Regions from separate parts of the Sus scrofa genome. Here regions 1 and 3 are each linked to region 2. The links are chromatin contacts, called in public Hi-C and HiChIP or PLAC-seq maps. All regions are on one chromosome and are shown on one strand. Each heading gives the region's core, a stretch centred on a gene start, on an enhancer-like site or on the middle of the called end of the contact. The rest is flanking DNA. Distances are from core to core; before and after follow the strand shown.

What was found. Hi-C and Micro-C count contacts between places; a contact is called where the count stands out from the background. HiChIP or PLAC-seq counts read pairs in DNA pulled down with a chosen protein or histone mark.
Region 1: a Hi-C map of skeletal muscle shows a contact between it and region 2, with 5 times the contacts expected there. The contact joins the promoter of PIM2 here to the promoter of GRIPAP1 in region 2. A contact is called at or near these places in 4 of 47 Hi-C or Micro-C datasets (heart right ventricle, liver and skeletal muscle) and 1 of 2 datasets of contacts at active chromatin or transcription factors (alveolar macrophages).
Region 3: a contact with region 2 is called in an H3K27ac HiChIP or PLAC-seq map of alveolar macrophages. The contact joins the promoter of PRAF2 here to the promoter of GRIPAP1 in region 2. A contact is called at or near these places in 3 of 47 Hi-C or Micro-C datasets (heart right ventricle, liver and skeletal muscle) and 1 of 2 datasets of contacts at active chromatin or transcription factors (alveolar macrophages).

The regions. Positions count from the first base shown.
Region 1 is chrX:42,996,766-42,999,916 of Sscrofa11.1, reverse strand. It overlaps PIM2 (serine/threonine-protein kinase pim-2), which reads left to right and starts at 1,342. Exons shown (of 6, transcript XM_003360311.4): 1 at 1,342-1,630; 2 at 1,765-1,874; 3 at 2,586-2,636. The coding sequence starts at 1,570.
Region 2 is chrX:43,068,785-43,071,844 of Sscrofa11.1, reverse strand. It overlaps GRIPAP1 (GRIP1-associated protein 1), which reads left to right and starts at 1,482. Exons shown (of 26, transcript XM_021080663.1): 1 at 1,482-1,554. The coding sequence starts at 1,513.
Region 3 is chrX:43,148,646-43,152,188 of Sscrofa11.1, reverse strand. PRAF2 (PRA1 domain family member 2) reads left to right here and starts at 1,839. Exons shown (of 3, transcript NM_001243880.1): 1 at 1,839-2,103; 2 at 3,241-3,458. The coding sequence starts at 1,925. WDR45 (WD repeat domain 45) reads left to right here. Exons shown (of 11, transcript NM_001190293.1): 7 at 1-57; 8 at 166-374; 9 at 454-555; 10 at 639-784; 11 at 1,036-1,498. The coding sequence ends at 1,145.

The DNA of each region.
Region 1 (3,151 bases), core at 93-2,592, 72 kb after region 2:
GAACAGTGTCAGTGACGGCGCTGCACGTCTGCTGTATGTGTGTGTCTGTGACTGTGACTGGATCTGTCCATGTCTGTTTTTGTGACACTGCCTATCTGTTGCTCTAGCACCTAAGTATATGTCTGGCTTTGGAGCAGTGCATGTGTGTCTCTGGAGTGTTTGTGTGTGTTCCTGTGTCAGACTCTGGGTCTCTCGTTTCTGGAACAGTACAAGTCTTTTCTGTGACACTGCATGTCTGATGGTGCCAGTGTCTTCGTCACAAGTTCTGGCTGTGTGTCTGGCAGGACATATCTGTGTCCTCGTTACATGTAGGTCTATGTGAATCTCTCTGGAGTGCCTTTCTGTAACAGTGCATCTCTCGAGTGTCATTCTGGAACTTGACTCTGGCAGCATGCCTGCCTGACAGTGGATGTCTGTCTATGTGTGACAGTAGGTATCTGCATGTGTGTCTAGGACAAGCTCACATGAATGGCGGCACATGTTTGTGTATTTCTCTCGCGGCAGTTCTGTGTGTGTCTTTGGAGTGCCTGTCTCTCTTCCTGCGGCACGAGAGCTATTTTCCCCAAATCTGTGACTTGACCACCTCCCGGAGCTCTCTCAGTCCGTCTCTCTCATCCGGAAGCATGCCCAAGAAGCCACCCCCACTCTGGCTTGCTCCCATCCCCAAGAACCCCCCCCCCCGCGCGCGCGCCCCATTCGCCATTCCAGATTCTAGATCTGCTGACTGGGCTCACAGCCAGGTCTAGGCAGGTCTGTCTAGGTTAAGGGCTGCACAAACAGCCCGCAGGCCGTGGCCTCCGGGTGTGGGAACACTGCCCTTGACCAGTGCTCCTCCCACGGTGGTGAGGGAGGTTAGCCCTCCCTGACGGCTGAACAGGTTCTTCCAGGATCCTCAGCTTCAGTTTCCGGGCGGAGGCTGCCAGTCGCCTAAAGGGCTCTGGTTCTGGTGTGAGGAGCACCCTTTGGAGACCGGCCGGGATTCTTAGAAGCCTTAGAAGGCCTGGCGTTATCTCCGGCGGCGGCAAAGCAACTTCCTAGAAAAGGAGGCGGTGCATTGAATTTTTTTTAAGTTTATATATCCACGTACACACACTTACATAAAAACAACCCTGCGCAACAACCAAAACAAACGCGGTTGCTGCAAAAGGGATTCCCATAACCAGTTTCCTCTTCGCGCGCGCCCCCCTTATTTGCATGCAGGCCCCGCCCCCGAGGAAGATCCGGGCATGTATTTGCATAAGGGTGCTTGGAACGTTGAGGGTGGTATGCAAATAAGGACTGGCTCCGATTGGCTGGGGTGCAGCAGGTGCCGCGTCCGGATTGATCAAAGCCAAGTGGGCGGGGCCGTCGCCCGGGGCGACTCTCTCGGGAGGCGCGTGCCCTGTCTCAGTAGCGTCGGGGCTGGCGCGCGCGGCGAATCTTAACATCGCGCTGTTTGCCGGCGCCTCTGGGCCACCAGTTTCCTTACCTTCCACCCTGGCGCCCCCCAGTCCTGGCTCCCCAGCCTCGCTGCCCCGGGCGTCCACGCCCTGCGGGCTCAGCGGGCTCAATCTGCGCAGCTCCTCCTCCATGTTGACTAAGCCTCTGCAGGGGCTGCCCGTGGCCCCCATGACCCCCACGCCGCCGCCAGGTGAGAGAGGCTCCCCTACGGCGACCAGGCCGGGCGGGCTGGGGTGATTGAGGGCGGCGCGGGGGGGAGGGGGAGAGGGTCGTGGCCGGCCTCTGCACGCCGCCACCCTGACTTCCCCGCCTCCGCCTGCGTAGGAGGCAAGGATCGAGAAGCGTTCGAGGCCGAGTACCGACTCGGCCCCCTCCTGGGTAAGGGGGGCTTTGGCACCGTCTTCGCAGGACATCGCGTCACAGACCGACTCCAGGTATCCACCACGAGGGTCTTGGGAGGGCCAGGTGTGTGTGTGGCGGCGGCGGGAGCCCGGGGGCTGGGATGCTAATTGACCAGAGAATAAGCGTACAATGTGCGTGTGCTAGGGTCATGAAGGCCGGGATCCGGGTTACTGGGGGTATCCTGGTGCGCGCGCGGGTGCGCGCGCAGACGCGCGGGCGTGGGGGGGGGCGGTCCAGGTGGGTATGTGGGGGGAACGGAGCGGTGGGTTCAAGGCAAGGATTGTGGAGGTCCCGAGAGTGAGACTGGGGAGTGGGGGAGGGGGGAAATCATGAGGATTCTAGACCTTGGAATCCAGGAGAGGTGTATATGTGTGGGAAGGTGGGGACCCAGAGCTGAGATTTGGGGGATTTTGGAGGCAGGTGTCCAGGATGGAGACGTGAGGATCAGAACCCACCCCCGTACAGTCCTGGGGCTGGGGAAATCGAGGGCTTGGGGTGTTAGGACATTCAGAACTCCGCACCCGGAGCGAGGGGTCCTGAAGCCTGGGGGAGAGCCCAGGGCCAAAGATGGTGGGAGAGGTGTACTCGCTTCTGGGGACCTGGAGGGCAGGGGAGAAGCTCCAGCTCATTTGAGGTTGCGGCGTGGAGTGGTTGGGACCAGAAAGACTAGGGCGAAGAGGGTCCAGACTGGGAGGGGTCTGGGGGTTCTCTGCTGGCCCCTTCAGCTCAGCTCACTTCTTCAGGTGGCCATCAAAGTGATCCCCCGGAATCGCGTGCTGGGCTGGTCCCCCTTGGTGAGTATCTTTGGAGTCCTTTTTGACCTGGCGACGCCATCTCTGACGATGGATTTCGCCTTTCTATGGTTTGTATGACTCTCTGGGCCCTGTAACGGTGAGAAGAACACTCCTACCAGCCCATGTTTACTCCCCTGTGGTGACATCCACACCTCCATACAGTTCTGACTCACTCCAGTTCCCCTAGAGCCCTGGATTCTCCCCTCCCACCCTCCTTTCTCATCCTCCTTCCAAACACTGCCTCGGGGGCTGCCCGCGGGGCATGCTGGTGAGGAAAGAGGGGCAGAGGTCACTGGTTGCCATGGTGACGGTGGCTGCTTCTCTTCTGCCGTTAGAGCGCTAACGGACGGACAACAGGGCGGGTCTGGGCAAGTTGTAGGGGCGGGAGCGCCCCCTGGCGGGTTCTGGGGAGACTGCGCCTGCGCAGGCTGTGGGCCCAGAGGGAGGAGGTGCGCCTGCGCGGCAGCAGAATTTCCATCACCGTGAGAAAACCGGTCTGCGGCTGTGCAAGTCAG
Region 2 (3,060 bases), core at 233-2,732:
ATTACACAAAGAAGAAAATTTATTTTGGATAATGGGAGCTAGGTTTTTTCCCTGCCGGAGAAGGGATTTACAAATATGGAAAGTGAGAAAGCTAGAATGAATCTTGTATGGTTGGGCTGAAATGTGGTGTAGATTGCAGACTCGGCTTGGATCCCGCATTGCTGTGGCTCTGGTGTAGGCCAGTGGCTATGGCTCTGATTCGACCCCTAGCCTGGGAACCTCCATATGCTGTGGGTGGGGCCCTAAAAAGCAAAAAATAAATAAACATAAATAAATAAATAAAATGATGGTGGCATGTCAAAGGGACACAAAGCCAACTTGAAAGAGCTCCCACTGGCCAAATCTAGGACAATTTGAGCATCAAATGAAAAAATGATAGTTATTGATTATAAATCATTGAATAAAGTAAGAATTATGTCTGTACAGATAAAAATACATAAATGGGGAAGAAGAGAAAGCTTTTCCTTATGGTAGAATAATAACTAACAAATATGAAAGGAATGTTGATGTTAGAAAAATCATTGATGGATGCTGAAGCCAAGGGTTCAAAAATTTTATATATATATATAGAGAGAGAGAGAGAAAATGATAAAGAAAAGGTGGAAAAATGTAAACAATTGATGAATCTGGCATAAGGGTACAAAGAATTTCCTCGTACTGTTCTTGCTTTTCTGAATGCTTAAAATGGCATCAAAATTAAGTTATCCCTGCCAAAAGAAAGCTAAGGAAAATGGGGCGTATCCTAATACAAATACGTTGCCGCTTAACATGCTTTCTAATTTTTCTCTTTCCCAAATAAAAACTACTGCTTGCCTGACAGGGTTTGGAGAGGCTTATAAGCAAAAGAGAGACTTATAATGCATTTTAATACTTATTTGAATGTTCCTGGTGTTCTGCCATCCTATTTTTTGTTTGTTTTTTAAATGAAGATTTTTCGTTTGATTCACTGCCATTGTTTCCTCATAGGTATTTTATATTTATTAGTGGCTAAGCCCTTCACCTAACGACAGCAGCGTGTTAAGAAAATCAGTGTCAAAGCTTTAAAGAGGAAAAAAAAAAAAAAAAACGCCAGAGGCTTCAAAGGGGCGGGATTCCCTTATGGGGTCACCCGGAGGAGGGCGGGAACAAGATCAGCGCAAGGCTTCCGCTTTCATTAAGTCAACCATCCTCCTTAAAGGAGTACCGCGGAAGTGTCATTTTCGGTCGGCAAACACTTCCTTAGCGACGAGTCCACCGATGACACAGGGATGCCATAGTGTCGCATCACAATGGGTAGTCTGTGAGAGCTTAAAATCCAGATCAAATGACATAGGTTCTGGTAAAATATTACATTGCAATTCACCTAACCTGTCGGTTTCCTCCGCTTCTCTCAGTTTCCAAAACGCTGGACTTCCGGAGTAGACTTCTCCCCCTCTCTTCCTGCCCAGTGGTTTGGTCCGACCTTAATTCTAATGACAGGAGGGACAAACTGCGTCTGCGCAGAAAGCTGTAGGGGGGGTGGGGGGGAGGAACATGGCGCAAGCTCTGTCTGAAGAGGAGTTTCAGCGGATGCAGGTGCCGCTCACCGGGGAAAAGACCACCGGGCTAGGCGACAAGGGGGCGGGAAAGAGAGAAGTCGTGCCATGGGTCTGGGCAGGGGTTGGTTGGGATGGATCTTGAGTCTAAGGGGTTGGTCTGGGGAAGGGAAACTGAGGCTCCGAGTGCTGATACTACTGGATTCTGAGATCCTGTTGGGCTCTGAGGGGTTGGATTCTGTTAGCCTTGTGGGCGGAGGAGAGAGTCCTAGCGTGGGCGGTACCTTACTCAGACCTGGGGGGGACGAGACCTTTGGGCCCGTGCGGGGGACACCTGGGTGGGCGATGATAATGTTGGGCTTTGAGGGAAGGAGATCCTGAGAGGGCGAAACCATTTTGTCTGGAGAGGAAGGAAGCGGGCGTTGGGCTGTTTGCGTCATGGTGGGGGGAGCTCTGGAGAGGGCAATACCATTGCTGGTGGGAGGTGGACGTTTTTGTGGGAGATACCATTGTGTCAGGGGACAGGGGAAAGACCCCACATGTTGTCATTGTTCCTGGGAAATGGAGCTTCTGTGCGAGAGGGGTGTAGCGGATCCCAAGAGAGGGCAGTACCATTGGATGATGAGGCGTGATCCCATTAGGCCTGGGGTGAATGGGTAATACCATTAATCCTTTTTGGTGAGAGACCAGAGGAGGTGAAAGAGTGATCCCTTGCACCGCGTGGAGGGGACATCACTGCTCTGTAGGGAGGTACCCTAGCTGAGGACTCTGACCACTTGATTCTTTTGGGGGAGACTCTGAGGTGAGATGACAGGCCAAAGTGGGACCTTGTTGCGAGAGTTCCTAACTGGGGAAGACCATTGGGTTTAGTGAGTGGGGAGACTCTGAAAGGTAGAAACCTCTGGTAGGGTCCTGTGGAGGACAGGAGGGACTCCAAGTAAGGACAGGTCATCTGTTGGTCCTTGAATGAAGGAAACCAGTTGTTACTGTGTGAGGGACCCTGAGGGTGGAAGGGCGAGGTCATTGGACCATAAAAGGGGAAGGGCTCTGTAACTTGTGCAGGTATTCCGCGTAATCCAGTCGACCCACCCAAGGCCTTGTTTGGGGAAAAACCCTGAAGGATATAGGGCCATTCCATTAGAGGTCTCGAGGGGTATAGGGGACTCTTGAGTGAGGAAGATTGATTCCATTGGCCATGAGTGATGGGAAAACCATTGGGCTCTGATGGATAGGAACTTTTTTTTTCAGGGCCAAACCCATGGCATATGGAAGTTCCCAGGCTAGGGGTCGAATCAGAGCTACAGCTGCCAGCCTACACCTCAGCCACAGCAACGCCACATCCGAGTTGAGTCTGCGATCTACACCACAGCTCACAGCAACGCTGGATCCCGACCCACTGAGTGAGGCCAGGGATTGAATTCACATCTTCATGGATATCAGTTGGATTCGTTTTTGCTGCGCCACAATGGGAACTGCTGGATAGGGCCTCTGAAGTGGGTGCCAGCGGTGTTCCAGTTGGATCAGGACAAGGGAGACAGATCACAGA
Region 3 (3,543 bases), core at 590-3,089, 80 kb before region 2:
CTGGAGAAACAACTGCTAGTGTTCCCAGGACACAAGTGCGGGAGTCTGCAACTTGTGGTGAGCTGTGCAGTGGGCAAGGGTGGGTAGGCGGGCTGGCTTCCCCTGTGGACTCTTGGCCCCTGACGTCCTTACCACCCCGAGCCCGAACTGCTCCTTCTACCATAGGACCTGGCGAGCACAAAGCCTGGCACTTCATCTGCTCCGTTTACCATCAATGCACATCAGAGTGACGTGGCCTGTGTGTCCCTGAACCAGCCAGGCACGGTAGTGGCCTCAGCCTCTCAGAAGGGCACCCTTATTCGCCTTTTTGACACGCAGTCCAAGGAGAAACTGGTGGAGCTGCGCCGAGGCACTGACCCAGCCACCCTCTACTGGTGAGCACAGGGTATACATAGTGGGCCGGTGACCCCACCCCACATGACATGCGGGCGTCACTGCTGGTCTGCCTTTCAGCATCAACTTTAGCCATGATTCCTCCTTCCTGTGCGCGTCCAGCGATAAGGGCACAGTCCATATCTTTGCTCTCAAGGATACGCGCCTCAACCGCCGCTCCGCGTGAGTGCCCCCCGCCCCACCCCGCCTCGCCCCCATCCCCCTGCCCATGTACCACACCTGGGCTAAGCCTGTGTTGCCTGCAGGCTGGCTCGCGTGGGCAAAGTGGGGCCTATGATTGGGCAGTACGTGGATTCTCAGTGGAGCCTGGCGAGCTTCACCGTGCCTGCTGAGTCAGCCTGCATCTGTGCTTTCGGTCGCAATACTTCCAAGAACGTCAACTCTGTCATTGGTGAGTGGGAATAGCCCTTGCTTGGGGGCACTGCATGGGCGAGGGCCTGCAAATTGGACCTGAAAGAATTTTTAGGGCATGGGAGGCCTGAAAGAGCTGAAACGTTGGTTCACCTCCATCATCATCAGTAAGGGGGATGGAACGTGGGCAAAGGCCTGGCCATAGGCCTTAGGCCGTGGGACACCTGAGAGGATTGGAGTGTGTGGCTTTGACAGCTTCTAACCTCTTACCAATCGTCCCCCCTCCTCCAGCCATCTGTGTAGATGGGACCTTCCACAAATATGTCTTCACTCCTGATGGAAACTGCAACAGAGAGGCTTTCGATGTATACCTTGACATCTGTGATGATGATGACTTTTAAGGACCCTCTGGGTTGTGCTAGGGACTGCGGTGACAGATTGCAAAGCCTTTGTGGGGGTGGGAGTGCTGTGGAAGCCGCCAGCCATCAAGCATTAATGGAGCAGGTGCGCACTTTCCACTCTTGAGAGCAATGCCTAAACAGCTCAGGTCCCTCAAGCACTTCCCGATGACTGTGTGCCTGCAGGGCCAGGCCAGGGACTCAGGGAGGCAGCGGACCCCCTGGGGCTCCCGCCTGGAGAAGACTGCTAGGGACCCAGAGCGGGTGCCCTAATCCAACCTGTGGGGATTTTTAAAAACTTGCCAGAAAGAGACATCTCTGATGTGATGAAAATGAATAAAAGACCCTTAACGGTATTTATGGCTGGACCTCGGGAGTGGGGCCTGGAGCAGATGAGGCTGAAAAGGCCCTGCAGTTTCTTGGAAAGGACCGGACCCTGACGGGATGGAAGTGGGATCCTACTCAGGTCCTTCCGCCAGTCTCTGCCTGTCCTCAATGCCTGAGCCGCCAGAACCGTCCCCGTGGCGCCCCCGCCTGGGGGTGGATGGGAACGCCTCGCCCTCGGCGGAGACTTGGTTTCCCGGCGGCCCCTGCTTCCCTGCAGTTCCGGCGTGTTTGCATTTCCGGTCACGTGCATTGCCGCACCTGCGCTGTCAACTAGGTCGCCAGGGTAGCGGCTGCCGGGTCCAGACTCCATTTCCCGGTGTGCCTCGCGGTGGCGCGGGGTGGAACGGGTGTTGTAGTCCGACCGCTCCGCTGGTCCAGCTGCATCGACTGGCAGGATGTCGGAGGTTCGGCTGCCACCGCTACGCGCCCTGGACGACTTCGTTCTGGGGTCGGCACGTCTGGCGGCCCCGGATCCTTGCGACCCGCAGCGATGGTGCCACCGCGTCATCAACAACCTCCTCTACTACCAAACCAACTACCTTGTCTGCTTCGGCCTCGGTCTCGCTCTGGCTGGGTGAGGGAGGGAGACTCCGGTTGGCCGAGGACGCCCGCTGGGCATGGAGGGTGGACCCGCGGGATTTTGAGGGGGCTGCAAGACCTTGAAGGGGCGAATTCAGTAGAGATGGAAAGCCTAAGGGTCATGGGAGGGGGGGACTTGAAAGAAATAGAAGCTGGTTATAAGAAGGGACTGGGGAGGGATAGAGCCCGGCTGAGGGAGGCCCGACGGGGATGGAGGGTCTGGGGGAAAGACCTGGGGAGGATAGAGAAAGTGTGGAACTGAAAGGGAAACTGGGCTAGGGGATGGACCTGAAGATAAGGAGGGCCTGAAAATGAGATATGACTGCCTGAGGGGTGATGGGGCCCCGATTAAGGTGGCCCTGGAGGACGTAGGGCAGAGACAGGGACAGGGATGTGGTCAAGCCGAAAGGGGGGACTTGTGGAGGATATGGGCGTGGAGAGGAGCCTGGCTCCTGGGACTCTCCAGAAGCAGGTACCTATTGGGGGACTTGAGCCAAGGACGATCCAGGGATGGCAGGCCTGAGACCAGGGTGGGGGGTGGAGAACCCGGAGGTGAGACTTGGGTACGACTGGAATTTAAGAGTGGGACCGAAAGCCTTGAAAGGGTTCTAGCAATGATGGAAGGAGGAATCTATAGGGAAATCGGAATCTGGAGGGGGGATTTCGAGGGGAGGAAGTCTGGAAAGGGATCTCATAAAGGACTCTGGGCCTGGGGAAAGGGAAAAGGGGAAGGCCTGGAAGAGGACTGCAAGGGCTGGGCCTTTGCAAAGGGTGGGTTTGGGAGCAGGTTGGGATGGGGGGGTTGGAGTGGGTCCTGTGGGTGGGGTAGGGTCGGCAGGAAAGAGCAGAAAAAGGCTGAGAGCCCGATGGGAAGGCTGGAAGCAGGAGATTTCAGGAAGATGGGACTGTAGGATTGACAAGAAAGAAATGAGAGCCCACGGGGGAGCCCAGGGCGGTGGACCTGTCGAAGATGGGGCTGGCAGGGGTATTTGCCCGGCTGGAAGGTGGTGGGGTCGCGGGTGGACCAAAGCGCTCGGGGCCTGGGATCGGGTGGACGGTGGTCTGGGAGACTCAGAGACCGGGCGGCCCTCTCGCTGCCTGCCCGGCTAGCTTAGTTCCATTGTCCCCGCAGGTACGTGCGGCCTCTGCACACCCTCTTGAGCGCGCTCGTGGTGGCCGTGGCCCTCGGCATGCTGGTGTGGGCGGCTGAGACTCGCGCAGCCGTGCGCCGCTGCCGTCGCAGCCACCCAGCCGCCTGCCTGATCGCAGTGCTTGCCGTCAGCCTCCTGGTTCTCTGGGCCGCGGGCGGCGCTTGCACCTTCCTGCTCAGCATCGCCGGGCCCGTGCTTCGTGAGTCTCCACTACCCTGAGATAGCCCCTGAGATAGCCAGCCGGGAAGGCGGCCAGCGCTCGCGAACGGGCGCCAGGCCCGCCC